2 separate regions of the Zea mays genome follow, and region 1 is linked to region 2. The links are chromatin contacts, called in public Hi-C maps. All regions are on one chromosome and are shown on one strand. Each heading gives the region's core, a stretch centred on a gene start, on an enhancer-like site or on the middle of the called end of the contact. The rest is flanking DNA. Distances are from core to core; before and after follow the strand shown. Region 1 holds the start of LOC100272655. Region 2 holds the start of LOC100382524.

The links. Hi-C and Micro-C count contacts between places; a contact is called where the count stands out from the background.
Region 1: a contact with region 2 is called in a Hi-C map of ear, with 3 times the contacts expected there. The contact joins the promoter of LOC100272655 here to the promoter of LOC100382524 in region 2. A contact is called at or near these places in 2 of 25 Hi-C or Micro-C datasets (ear and tassel).

The regions. Positions count from the first base shown.
Region 1 is chr4:127,464,942-127,471,123 of Zm-B73-REFERENCE-NAM-5.0, reverse strand. LOC100272655 reads right to left here and starts at 4,811. Exons shown (of 1, transcript NM_001147113.1): 1 at 3,389-4,811. The coding sequence starts at 4,250. The coding sequence ends at 3,768.
Region 2 is chr4:127,242,989-127,248,866 of Zm-B73-REFERENCE-NAM-5.0, reverse strand. LOC100382524 reads left to right here and starts at 3,835. Exons shown (of 9, transcript NM_001361654.1): 1 at 3,835-4,220; 2 at 4,679-4,850. The coding sequence starts at 3,972.

The DNA.
Region 1 (6,182 bases), core at 3,562-6,061, 220 kb before region 2:
CTGTTACAGCTTCAATGGGACCAGCCTCGGTAGCAGCAATGTCTTCGGCAGCCGTTGTTTTGGACGCCGAGGCCGGCGATGGCGTTTCTTCAATAGCATCAATAACAGTAATGATCCTTCGCCTTTTTTCAGCAGGCTTCTTGATCACTGCAGGCTCCTCCTTCTTCTGTAAAAGCTTCATCAGTTGTGGCCCTAGTGGACTTAGCTTGAGAGGTAAAGATTCGGTCATTACCTTTAAAATTTCCTCCACGTCAGCAACGGGAGGCGTTGAAGGAACTTCTTCCTCTATATCAGTTGTTCTTAGCTTCGCAGCCGAAGCTTTTCTTTTCTTCGGAATAGCCACCTTTGGCTCGGGGCTGGATTTTGACTTTTTTGAAGCTTTCTCATCTTCTTTTATCATTCTAGCAGCTTGCCTTTTCATAACACTGACAACTCTTTTTCGCTTTTGCACTTCGGCACCCTTGCTTAACCAATCATAGTCAGGATATTCAAACTTCAGAGCATCCATTACTCGGTTCAGCCTTCGTTTCGGTCGGGTGCCGAAGGCTGCAGTCATCAATTGATCTTCTTTGTTAGTATAGTTACCCAAAATTTCATTGCACATAGCTTCAATCATTTCCAACCATTCTTGGCAAGGCTCTTTGAAGTGTTTCTTGAACTTGAAGTGATAGGGAAGTCGAACAAGTTCATTCTTTTTCTTTTCTCCTTTAAGCTTCGGCATATTCCATTCCTTTAACGTCAGAAATACTCTATTGGCTAAGTATTCCTGCACCAAATCTCTAGTACCAATATTCTCAGATACAACTCGGAATTCGCCAACAGCTGTTCGACATGGTGACCCTTGCAGCATGTCACATAGAGGCCTAGTTAACCCGAAGGATAGGTCCAGTGGACTCTGAACTATTTTCTCCTTCTTCTCATCAACCTTAACATAAAACCACTCATTCTTTTAGCCGGTTGGCCATTTGGCACGATAGCTGACCACCGGAGTCTTCATATCTTTACGGTAAGCAAAGTTGTAACAGCCGAAATTTTCGTGTAGCCCATCTTCTCTAGCCTTCGTCTGATAATGAAGCTCGTGCACTCGGCAGAAAGCTTCGGCAAGCGGCTCCACCCCTTGGCTTCGAAGACCCCAGATAAAGACGCTGAGCCTAATGATGGCGTTAGGGGTCAGCTTATGAAGATAAATTTCAAAATCTTCCAAAACATCCCCAATCATTTCATGCAAAGGAAACCTCAATCCTGCCTTGAAGAAACTTCTGTAAACTACCACATCATCATTTTCTGGCTTCGGAGTAGTTTCTTCCTCGCCAAAACGAATCAGCTTCTTCTCGGCTTCCCCGAAGTAGCCTAGCTTTATCATCATAGGCATATCAGCTTCGGAGACAGTCGACTTTCCAAAATCCAAGTGGCTGGGTTTGGATGGCATAATGGTGTTGTAATCTATCTCTTTTTCACCAGCATCACCCTCTTCAATATCAGCCTATTCAGCTTCGGCAGCAGGTGCACCTTCGTCAGAGGCACCCTCCGTCACAACCAGTCCCGACTGCCTCATTACTTCGGAGATTGGGGCAGTCTCAGCAGCTTCTGCCTCTTCTCCGTCGCATGTAACTCTAGCTGTTGAGCGCACTCTGGCCATTTGATACTGAATTCCTTGCGGTTTTGACGAAGATGATGACCTTTTGCAATTTTACCGAAGCTCCCTCTTATGACGAAGCTAAAGCAAGGCGATGTCTTGATTGAGAATGCGATGAATAAGCTTCAGCCATGGCCAAATTTTTCAGCAGCACAACAGTGCAATAGTAATAAATGTTGTGGTAACTTCACAACTACCTGTCTGTTTATATAGTGCTGCAGGTGGGAAAGTGAATCGTCAAGCCGCTCGCACACGCTGAATAGTCGCCCGCACCCACTGAACGGTGGACCACAGTGCGCGAGAAGGTGAATCACCAGATTGCGCGTACCTGCCGTATGGTGGGACCACCTTGCACTCGGAATATTTAATTGTTTCTCGACAACGAGCTCAGGGAAGGTGTTTTCGGACCTTCGGCATTCCGAAGCCTAAGAGAATTTTTCACGGGTCGAGCTCGTCACGAAAAACGATCTGGCACAGTGAAGGGGCTACTGTTGGGGGTCTGCTTCGTCACCGAAGGTCCTGTAAAGAAGAAACACCTTTGGGAGATCAACATAGAAGCAAAGCCGAAGCTATCATCCAGGGAGCTTCGACATAGTGACACGCTGTGAAACGAAGGGTGGCACCGACTTAGAGATGAAAAGACCGATTAGCCCATGTTAATCTGTGTCATGATTGTAATCAGTTATAAAGGACATGAATGTAAATCCACACAGGCTGCGTCCTGTGCCTATAAATAGATGAACAGTACCCCCGTACTGTTCACGCTGACTTGTGTTCACTCGCACGTCGCCTGTTTTTCACCTTCTGTCAAGCCGAAGGTACAAATGTAATTTGACATTATTCATATTTGTTCATATAATAAAAATATCTTAATAATGTTATATAATTATTCACGTTGTCTCTTATATTTCATATGATTCTTTTTTCATTAACATATGTTGCAATCATGAAGGTATGTCCTTCATGACCTTCGTCTGAAGATCATTATATCCTAAGGGAAATAATGCTTCGAAGGATGAAGGACTTTAACCCTTAACATTTTGTGTTGCCTAGTTCTTAATTCATAGCATTTGAGAACAAGTCCCCAACAGAATAGCAACTAAATAATGCTATATGGGAGGGAACCAAACACTTAATAGCGAGGCGCAATACAACTCAAGCAAGAAACTATAGCCAGGCATAGGTTCTATGAACTTTCTAACCCAAAATTATAACCTAACTTAAATAGCATGCCAACTAAGCAAAGCAGTACACTAATTTTAAGTCTAACGGATAATACATTATCAAAAGGCATAGAGCCTTGCAAAACTACATTCTCCATAATATGGATACTTAAGACACTTATACCTCTTCTACTATGGGATTTCTCGTATTTCGACTGAAATCGGCTCGCTAACTCTACTCGCTTCCAATTTATTCAGAAACGCCGCACACTTATCTAATATTTCGGCTACAAGGAATAACAAAAATGCGCGCCGATATTAGATTCAGCTCAAACATCTACATCGATCAATGAATACTAATTCGGACTTTTCGTCGATCACACGTTAAATATTGCAATCTATTCCACTAATCCATTTATTAAAATAAAATAAAATAATAGAAGCAGAGAATCAACTTACCCTACTAAAATCCGATTTGAAACCACGAAATCGATGGCGCTATCCGGTCCGCGCACAACACCAACACCTGACAAGCTTTGCATTAGCGGTTTCCTTTCGTCTTCTGGCGCAACAACGACACAAAAAAACTGCGTCGCAAGGAGAAGCTCAATAGTATTTTATTGACGAATAGATAGCGCGCGAGTCACAACGGGAAAGGGCTCGACACGTCAAAGCATGCGAAGGCACGGTCAGTGATGTTGCTGTACATGACGCGGAGACATACGACGGCTACATGGATAGTGTTGGGCATAGCCGAGTCCGCGCAGAGCTCCAAATCGATGGCCACCAGGACGAGCTGGGACAATCGGACCTGACGATATCGGCTAGCTGGAGCGCTGGGAAGCTCGGCATACATGGCTAAGAAAATTGGCGAGCGTACGCGGGGCGAGCTCCATGGCCAGCAAGGCCGACACGACCAACCGGAAAGAGCTTCTGGAATGCGATCAGAACTAGAGATGGACGCGTGGCTAGAGACCCAAGCATTCGAGACCGACGAACGGCGACGCGAGGAGCAAGGCGAGCTCTACAGCATCGGCAACGACACAACATCGACAAGAACACCGTGCGCAGCCATGGACGACTTGGGCGAGCTGCGCGACGGCGCGCGACCATGGGCAAGCACGGGCATGGGAGGGACACCAAGGGAGCTCGACAAGGGCGAGCTCGGACAAAAGCACGCGCGGCAAGGATAGTTGACGACAAGCTAAAACCACCGGAGGCGAGGGCGCTTGAGACCGTCCAGGGAGAATCGACCGTGGCCATGGATGAAGTTCAGCTTGGGTCGGGCGAGATTCGAGCTGGGGAAAACGCCGGCGAGCCATAGCAGGGACCAAGCAGAGGGAACCGCTCGGCGAGGCGCGATAGGTGGCGCACCGGCTAACCATGGCGGGGTCGACAACTGGTTCACACATTTTGCTGAACATGTGGTACACAAACTCGAGCCTAGGCATGAACGCGAACTAGAGTAGCACAGAGCGCGGCCAGATATTACTTCTGCAGACCTGCACGATGTCCCGGTGGCGTTTTCTGGTGGTAGCAAGATGAGCAGGACCGTCGAAGGTGCTTGGGGCAGAAGCAGGGTTGAGCAGGGAGGGATCCACATCCTTGGGCGCCGAGAGCCAGCGGCGTTCGACGTCGAGGACCGAGGAGGGGCGCAAGCACCATGGCCAAGAAGATGGGGCGACCGCTGGTGAGGAGCCTAGCTCTAGGGAGCCGCGCAAGGGGGAGCTGGAGACCGAGTTGGGGGTGGACGTGAGCTCCAGTAGGGAGATGCGTGGGAGGAGATCCTGGGCGCCATGAGGGAGCCGCAGGGGAGGAGCTTGGCTGGGAAAGGGATGAGGGAGGGGATCCGAGCTAGGGCAGGGATGACCGGCGAGCTCGCCATGGGAGGGATTCCGAGCTGGGGCCATTGACGCGCGGAGGGAGCCGCTCGGCAGGGAGTGGGCATGGGCGCGGCAGACGAGCAGAGGGGAGAGGGAGGGGCGCGACACGGCTGGGAGCTTGGGGGAGAAAAAGCCGCGGCTCGAGCAGGAAACGGGAGCAGCGCGCGTGGAGAGGGAAGGGAGGGCGCGGGCTTGGGGAGCAGAAGATGAGCACACGACGAGGAGATGAGGCCAACGACCGTAGGCGGTGAAAAATATCAGACGAGAACAGTGGCAGAAAAATCAAGGAAGAGAGAGGTCGGCTGAAAAAAAAAATCCAAAGGGGAGGAGCGGCGGCAGATTTTTCTCCCTTTTTTCTTTTTTTTTAACAGAGAATCTCAGATATTTTGGATCACGATTTTTAGCAATAAACAAAGGGTCGAATAATTAGGATCGACAGAAACAATTGAACAGGATTTGATTTGGCGAACACTCAGAAGTCGGATGAATTCGTACCGTTAATTCACATTTTAAAGATTTAGATCTGGACGAGAAATGACATACCGAAATAAACTGATTTCGGCTTTGATAATTTTCTCTTAAAACTTTATTCGTCGAATTCTAAATAAATTTGTTTTGGCGAAATTATAAGGCTGAGTTTTAGCCAGATGTCGACGGATCAATCCAACGATATCGGATTCGACATTTATTCTGCGGCCGATCCCTATTGAAATCGACCTGATTAACAATTATTCGATTTCGACTCTAGTTACCTTGGTCTGATCTCACTGTTAAACTGGTGATAAAAACCTGGGGTGTTACAACCCTCCCCCCTTAAAAGAATCTCGTCCCGAGATTCGGAGCGAGAACTTTTAAGAGTAGAGAAGAATGTAATTCCTGTCCATATCAGCGATAGTATAAGGTAGTTCCAAGCAAAGACGAGTGTCTTAGGATGGGGTTTCTCTAGTGGACATAACATGTATTGCCGTAAGCTAATTTAGAGATGTCCAACAATAGAGACGATGTCTGCCAGAAGAACACATAAGGTTCCATGTGTGCAGTTTGATTTTTCTGATGACACTGTACTATCTGAGTCTGTTGGGCGAGCGGTAGATATGTGACTCTACCCAAAAAGAACTAGATGCAACCTCTTGGGTAAAACACAAAAAAGAGATTTACCAACAAGTGGTCATTGGAAATTCATAGCACACAAGACGAGTATGGATGTCGAATAACATCACAATTAATTTGTGATTAGCCAGAAAATCCAAGTCCAAGAAAAATGATAGAGGCTTGAAAAATCACCAGCGAAGGGATCTGTAGATGCTGCCTTCGCAACCAATCCATTTTATCGAGCACTACTAATCATGGCTCGACTTGATCACACACGTCGAAAAACCATACGAGAGGCGATCGAGGCATGACTAGAGCGATAATTAGGTGGTTACTGGCCGACTTAATCTCAATTCTTATAAACACTTCCTTAAGATGGGTAGTACAAAAGTGAGTTTAGACAACTTG
Region 2 (5,878 bases), core at 2,586-5,085:
CTTATTTTTTAAAGTTTTAAGTTGAGCCTTTTGTTTAGTGCATACATCCTGAAAAAATTTTATGACTTCCGCAAGCTCATCTATGGAGGGCTTTCCCTCACCTTCATCATCACTAGAGGATGGAATACTCATTTTACCTCTTGCCATAAGGCACTTGCGTGATGACCGTGATGAGGATCGGTGGCTGCACGTCCTTGGAGGTTCATCTTCGCTTGAAGAGTCATCCCAAATTTTGACACTTGTAAGCGCCTTGCATTTGCTCCTCCCCTTCGTGGGTTATTTGGACAATTGTCCCTGGAGTGGCTCTTCTCCCCGCATGCGAAGCATCCTCTCTTTGTTTGCTTTTTCCTGTCAATGTTAAAGAGAAGATCCTCGACCTGCAAGGGCACACCCATTAGATTAATCTTGCGAATCATCCCCATTACCTTTCCAACGCGCCGGATTGTTTCTTCGTCCTCGAAGGTTGATGTTGATGGTTGATTATCATCATCATCATCACTTTCTTCTTCTTCCTCTTCATCACTTGTGAAACTTGGAGCAGGAGCCTTCTTCTTTCCTTTACTCTTTTCATCACATGCAAAAGCATATGGCCTTGAAGAAGTTGGCTCCTCTTGTCAACCCATTTTTCATGACATCTCAAATTCCGCAATTTTCCCAATCACAATGGCCGGGATCATTTGACTAAAGTCCTCCATGTTGTGAAGAATGGTGATGATGCTCCCATATCTTTGTTGTGGTAGTAGGGAGATAATCTTCCTCACAATGTCCGCATCACCTAGCTTATTAATGCTAATAGAATTGAGCTCATTGATGATTAGATTCAAACGAGAATACATATCTCTAATAAGCTCATTATCCTTCATAGCAAAAGAATTGTACTCATTTAAGACTAGACAATGTTTTTGCTCATGGACATAGAATGTGTCATCATGAAGCTCATGCAATTTTGGCCAAATCTCATTAGTAGTTTTTATTGTAAAAACTTGATTAAAAATATCCATGCTAAGAGATTCATACAAGCAATTTTTGGCTCTAGCATTTAAATGAATTTCTTTTTCCTCACTCGTGGTGGGGTTCTCGAGATTCTTGGGAGGTTTCATCCCGTCACGAGTGACTCTCCAAACACCTAGATCAACGGCCTCTAGGTAACAAGCCATTATAGCACTATAATATGGGAAGTTAGTGCCATCGAAGTGTGGTGGCCTACGGGTATCCATCCACTTTCTCTAAAAAGTGTTGACTCTTTTAGCGGTGAAGCTAAAGTGTTTCAAATGAGCCAAACCAGGCTTTGATACCAATTGAAGGAAACAGTGATGCCTAAGAGGGAGGGGAGTGAATTAGGACTTTTAAAACTTTCTCTAAACTAGGCCATAAATAAAACCTAGAGCAAAACCTATGCAAATAATCAAACCAGAATGTGCAAACTAGGTTTTGTCTAAGTGTTGCTATCTCTACCGCAAAGGCTAAGTTTCAATCTAAACAATCTACCAAAAAGACAAGATTGAAACTTAAATACTTAATGTAAATGCGGAAGGTAAAGAGCAAGGTAGAGATGCAAATTCTCGTGGATGATGCCGATATTTTTACTGAGGTATCTCGAACCACGCAAGGTTCCGACTAATCCTCGTTGATACCCCTACGCAAAGGGTAGCCCACGCGAGGGCCAAGCACCACGGTCGAGTAACTCCGTAGAGAGTCACGGGCCTTCTCCACGTGCAAGTGGTGCTCTGCTTCTGGCTCCTCTCGGACGCTGTCCGCCGTCTCCACTATCGAGCTTTCGGCTGAAACACCACGGGCCTCGTTCCCTCTGGTACACGGTGGCGGCCGTAACACAAACACAGTTGTCACGGTCTCGCAAGAGTCTCGCCCCACTCGGTACAATTACAACGACTCACGTAAGAGCCGAGGGGTTGTGTGGTTTTTCTAAACTCACTCAACTGACTAGGATTCACCTAGAGCAAGCGCATAAGCGGTCTAACTAACCTAAACACTTCACAAAGCATCTACGCTAATCACTGAGTGATTCTATTAAGCACTTTGGTGTTTGAGCACTTGGAAATGTCTACAATATGCCTTGATATGTTGCTTGGGCTCCCACACCTTGAAATGGCCGGTTGGGGGTATTTATAGCCTTCCCCCACAATTATAGCCGTTGGACAGAAGCAACAGTTTTCTGTCGATGGGCACACCGGACAGTCCGATGCACACCGGACAAGCACTGTTCACTGTCCGGTGCCCTGCCACGTCAGCCGACCCTTGGGGTCTGTAGCAGTCGATCGTTGGATCTGACTGTTACCCAGACTGTCCGGTGCTACAGACTGCCCGGTGTCCCACCGAACAGTCCGTTGTGGGCCTCTCTGCGCAGACTGCCCGTTGTCCCACCAGACAGTCTAGTGTACATCGGACATGTTACTGTTCAACTGTCCGATGCACCACTAGTGCGCTGGCTGACTGCCCACTTCATGGATTTCTTCGCTGTTTCTTTTGGGCTTCTTTTCTTCTTGAGACTTGGGCTTCTACACATCTTTTATGTCTTCTTTTAAGGTGTTGCATCCTTAGTGTCTTAGTTCAATCCTCTTCGCATCCTATAAACATAAGCATTAGCAAACATATTAGTCCACATGTTATGTTGATCATCAAACATGAAAACCTTTTGAGCCAAACGGCCCGAGTCCATTTTCCTTACACAAACAAAGAGCACAACTGTATCATCAAGATGAGGCCTCTAGGTGCACATAGGACAACATCATTGACCATTTCATGTAAAAATTCCAAGCTAACCACATGAAAAACAAACTCGCAACAACTATACCTAGCATAACAAAGTAGATAGGACATCCTCAAATCAACCAAAATAGGCTAGAACAAATCAAGAACAATATGTATTGAAGGAAACCCTAACAGAATCAGGGACCAGGAAAAATAGAAGATTGCGGGTGAATTTCACCTTGGGTTCGAGGTCGTTGCAATAGAGAGGAATCAGATCTGAAAGTAGAGGAAGCCGATCGGCATGGTGGGGGAGCAGATGGGGACGAAGAGGAGAGGAAGAAGTCCAACAGCTCGGAGTCCTTGCAGTCGCTGGAGCAGCGTCACGCCGACGAGTCTCGAAGTTGGGCGAACAGAGTCGAAGGCCACCGATGGAGGTCGCCGGCACCACACACCACTGCTCAGCACCACCGGTATCTCACGAGAGAGGAATGAGGGCAACGAGCTCAAAGAGTAAGGAAGGACACACAACGAAATCAGCTTAAGTACGAGAGGATTCGTCGATACTGAGCGCGTGCGGAGGTTTCACCTTCCCGCGCGAGCCACCAGCCACAAAGGAAAATAGCTCGTCTTGTGCTGCGCACAGCCAAGCTTTGAGAAAACGAACTGCTAACTGTTTCCCCACAACCATGCAAAAACTTAGACTTTGCACGCGTATGACTTAGGGTATGCTTGGTTTGCAGTCTGAAAATTTGCCTAGGCCAAACAATACTTTCCAGGCGTAGAATTTTCATCGGCTGGGCTCAAATTGTTGCCTAGATGAAAAGGTGCCTTGCATACAGTAACCAAACACACACTTAACTACTTAAACCACACGAGAAAATTTGTAGCTCGAGAGCACAGTGGAGTCTCAAACAGTCAAACATGCCCTTTGTAACTGGAGGCTGGAGCCCTTCAAAGAAAAAAAAAAACGGGGGCCCCTCATCGGCCTGCCTACCTTTGCCGAAATTGTGTAATGCGCGTGGCGGGCTGGATTTCCGCGTCCCGTACTCGTCCAAATTCTCCTCGTCTCGTCTCCCATGTGACCCATCCAACCGCCCTCTCCTCTCTTCCTCTTCCTCGCACCACCTCCACCACCACCCTCCTCTCTTCTCGCCTCCACCACCAAAAGGGGTGAGAGGCACGGGGACCGCCCGCCTCGCTCGCTGGCCTGCACACTGGATTCGGCGCCGCGGCGGTAGTTGCAGCGGCGGCCTGGCAGGGAGATGTCTTCACGCTCGGGGTCTACGAGCGGCGGGAGCACCGGTGGCGGCAGCAGCGCAGGGGGAGGCGCCGCGGTGCCGCTGGCCTTGCTGCTGAGGCGGGAGGTGGCCAGCGAGCGCACCGCATCGGAGCGACCGGAGCTGCACTCGGGCCTCTTCAGCCAGGCCAAGAAAGGCGAGGACTTCACATTCCTCAAGCTCGAATGCGAGCGCGTCCCCGGCGTCCCGTCCTCCTCCTTCTCCGCCTTCGGCGTAAGCGCAGCCCCCCGTTCTCTCTCTCTATCCCCTCCCATCGCGATCGCTGCCCCCGATCTGGCGTCACGTGGATCGCTGCCATGCCTGGAGGCATCTAGGTGGGGTGGCGATGAACGATCGGCTAGGGTGCGCCAAATATTATAGGTTTCAGGGTGAATTTCGTATTTGGGATATGTGGGTGTCGGCAATTAGGATTCGTCTCGTGCGGAACAGGAGCTCTGATTTTGCCATTTTGGGTCGCATTTCACTTATCCTTGGTATGGAACATCCATGACAACCCTTCACGGTCTACTCGCATCGATGTATAAAAGAAGGGTAACCCATAAAGGAATGCCTTCATGCGATGCTCCTTCTACGCCAACGTAGGTGGTTAAAAGTGTTTATATAGGAAAATGCATGCTTGAGCTTGGATCACCAAACAAGCCCTATTTCTAAGCGCTGTCTTCATGTTACAGCTGTTTGATGGGCACAATGGGAACGGGGCCGCAATTTACACCAAAGAGAATCTCTTGAACAACATCTTGAACGCGGTCCCTGCTGATCTCAACAGGGAAGACTGGCTTGCTGCACTCCCAAGAGCGCTGGTTGCTGCATTCGTTAAAACGGATAAAGATTTCCAGACTAAAGGTGTGTGATACAAAAACTAATGCACCATCGATTAATATCTATTTATTGTGTCGATGAACTTGTCTATCTGTCTAGGTTCTTTTCCTTGTCTGTTATCTTGTAGAGACAACATAAATAAGATTGAGATCTGATATCATAATTTCGGATGTTATTGTGTCTATCGCCACTGTCATACATACACAACATATTCGTGTAGCACATATCTAAAATCTATTTTTTAGAACAACGCAGGAGAACTGTGTGTCATTTCATTAAGGAAGAAAATAATTTGTTACAATGGGGGTTATAACACCCCCAACACACTTGAAACACACTACACAACAACTGAACACAACCACCCTAAGACCACTCTAGGCCACACCAGCCTAATGGGTAGGAGCCTCCCATAGGAGGAGCTTCATGGGGTTAGAAGCCCCAGCCAGGCACCACATATGGGAATCAGCGGTCACTTGAGCCTAAATCGTTTGAGTCCAAGGATGAGCACCATTGAACACGCAAGCGTTTTCTGTGCTTCCACAACTCGCAAGTGACCAAGATGGCCAAGGAATTGAACCCTTTTTTAAACTCTTTGGGGATAGCAGCTGCTGCCTTACTCCATCAGGACCAGAACCGGCTAGAGGCATCGGGGCGTGGAACCATGTTAAGGTTGAGTTTCCTCAAAATCCTTTCCCAAACTTCTCTGGACAGCACACAGGAGAATAGAATATGCTGAATGGTTTCCTCCGCCTAATCACAAAACCGGCATGCTGGCTGATGGGGCAGCCCTCGCTTAGCCAACCTATTTGAGGTCTAGCACCTATTGTTGATAGCCAACCAAGCAAAGAACTTGCAATTTGCTAGAGCCCAACTTTTCTAGATTTTTCTCCATGGAGAAAACTGAATGGTTCCTATAAACATCGCTTGATAGGCTGATTTACAAGAATAAGCTCTAGAAGAGGATGACTTCCAAATATGTCGGTCAGGAATTTCAGGCTGCAACACCATTCCATCCACCAAATCCAGATTGAAAGATAATCAACAAGGACTTG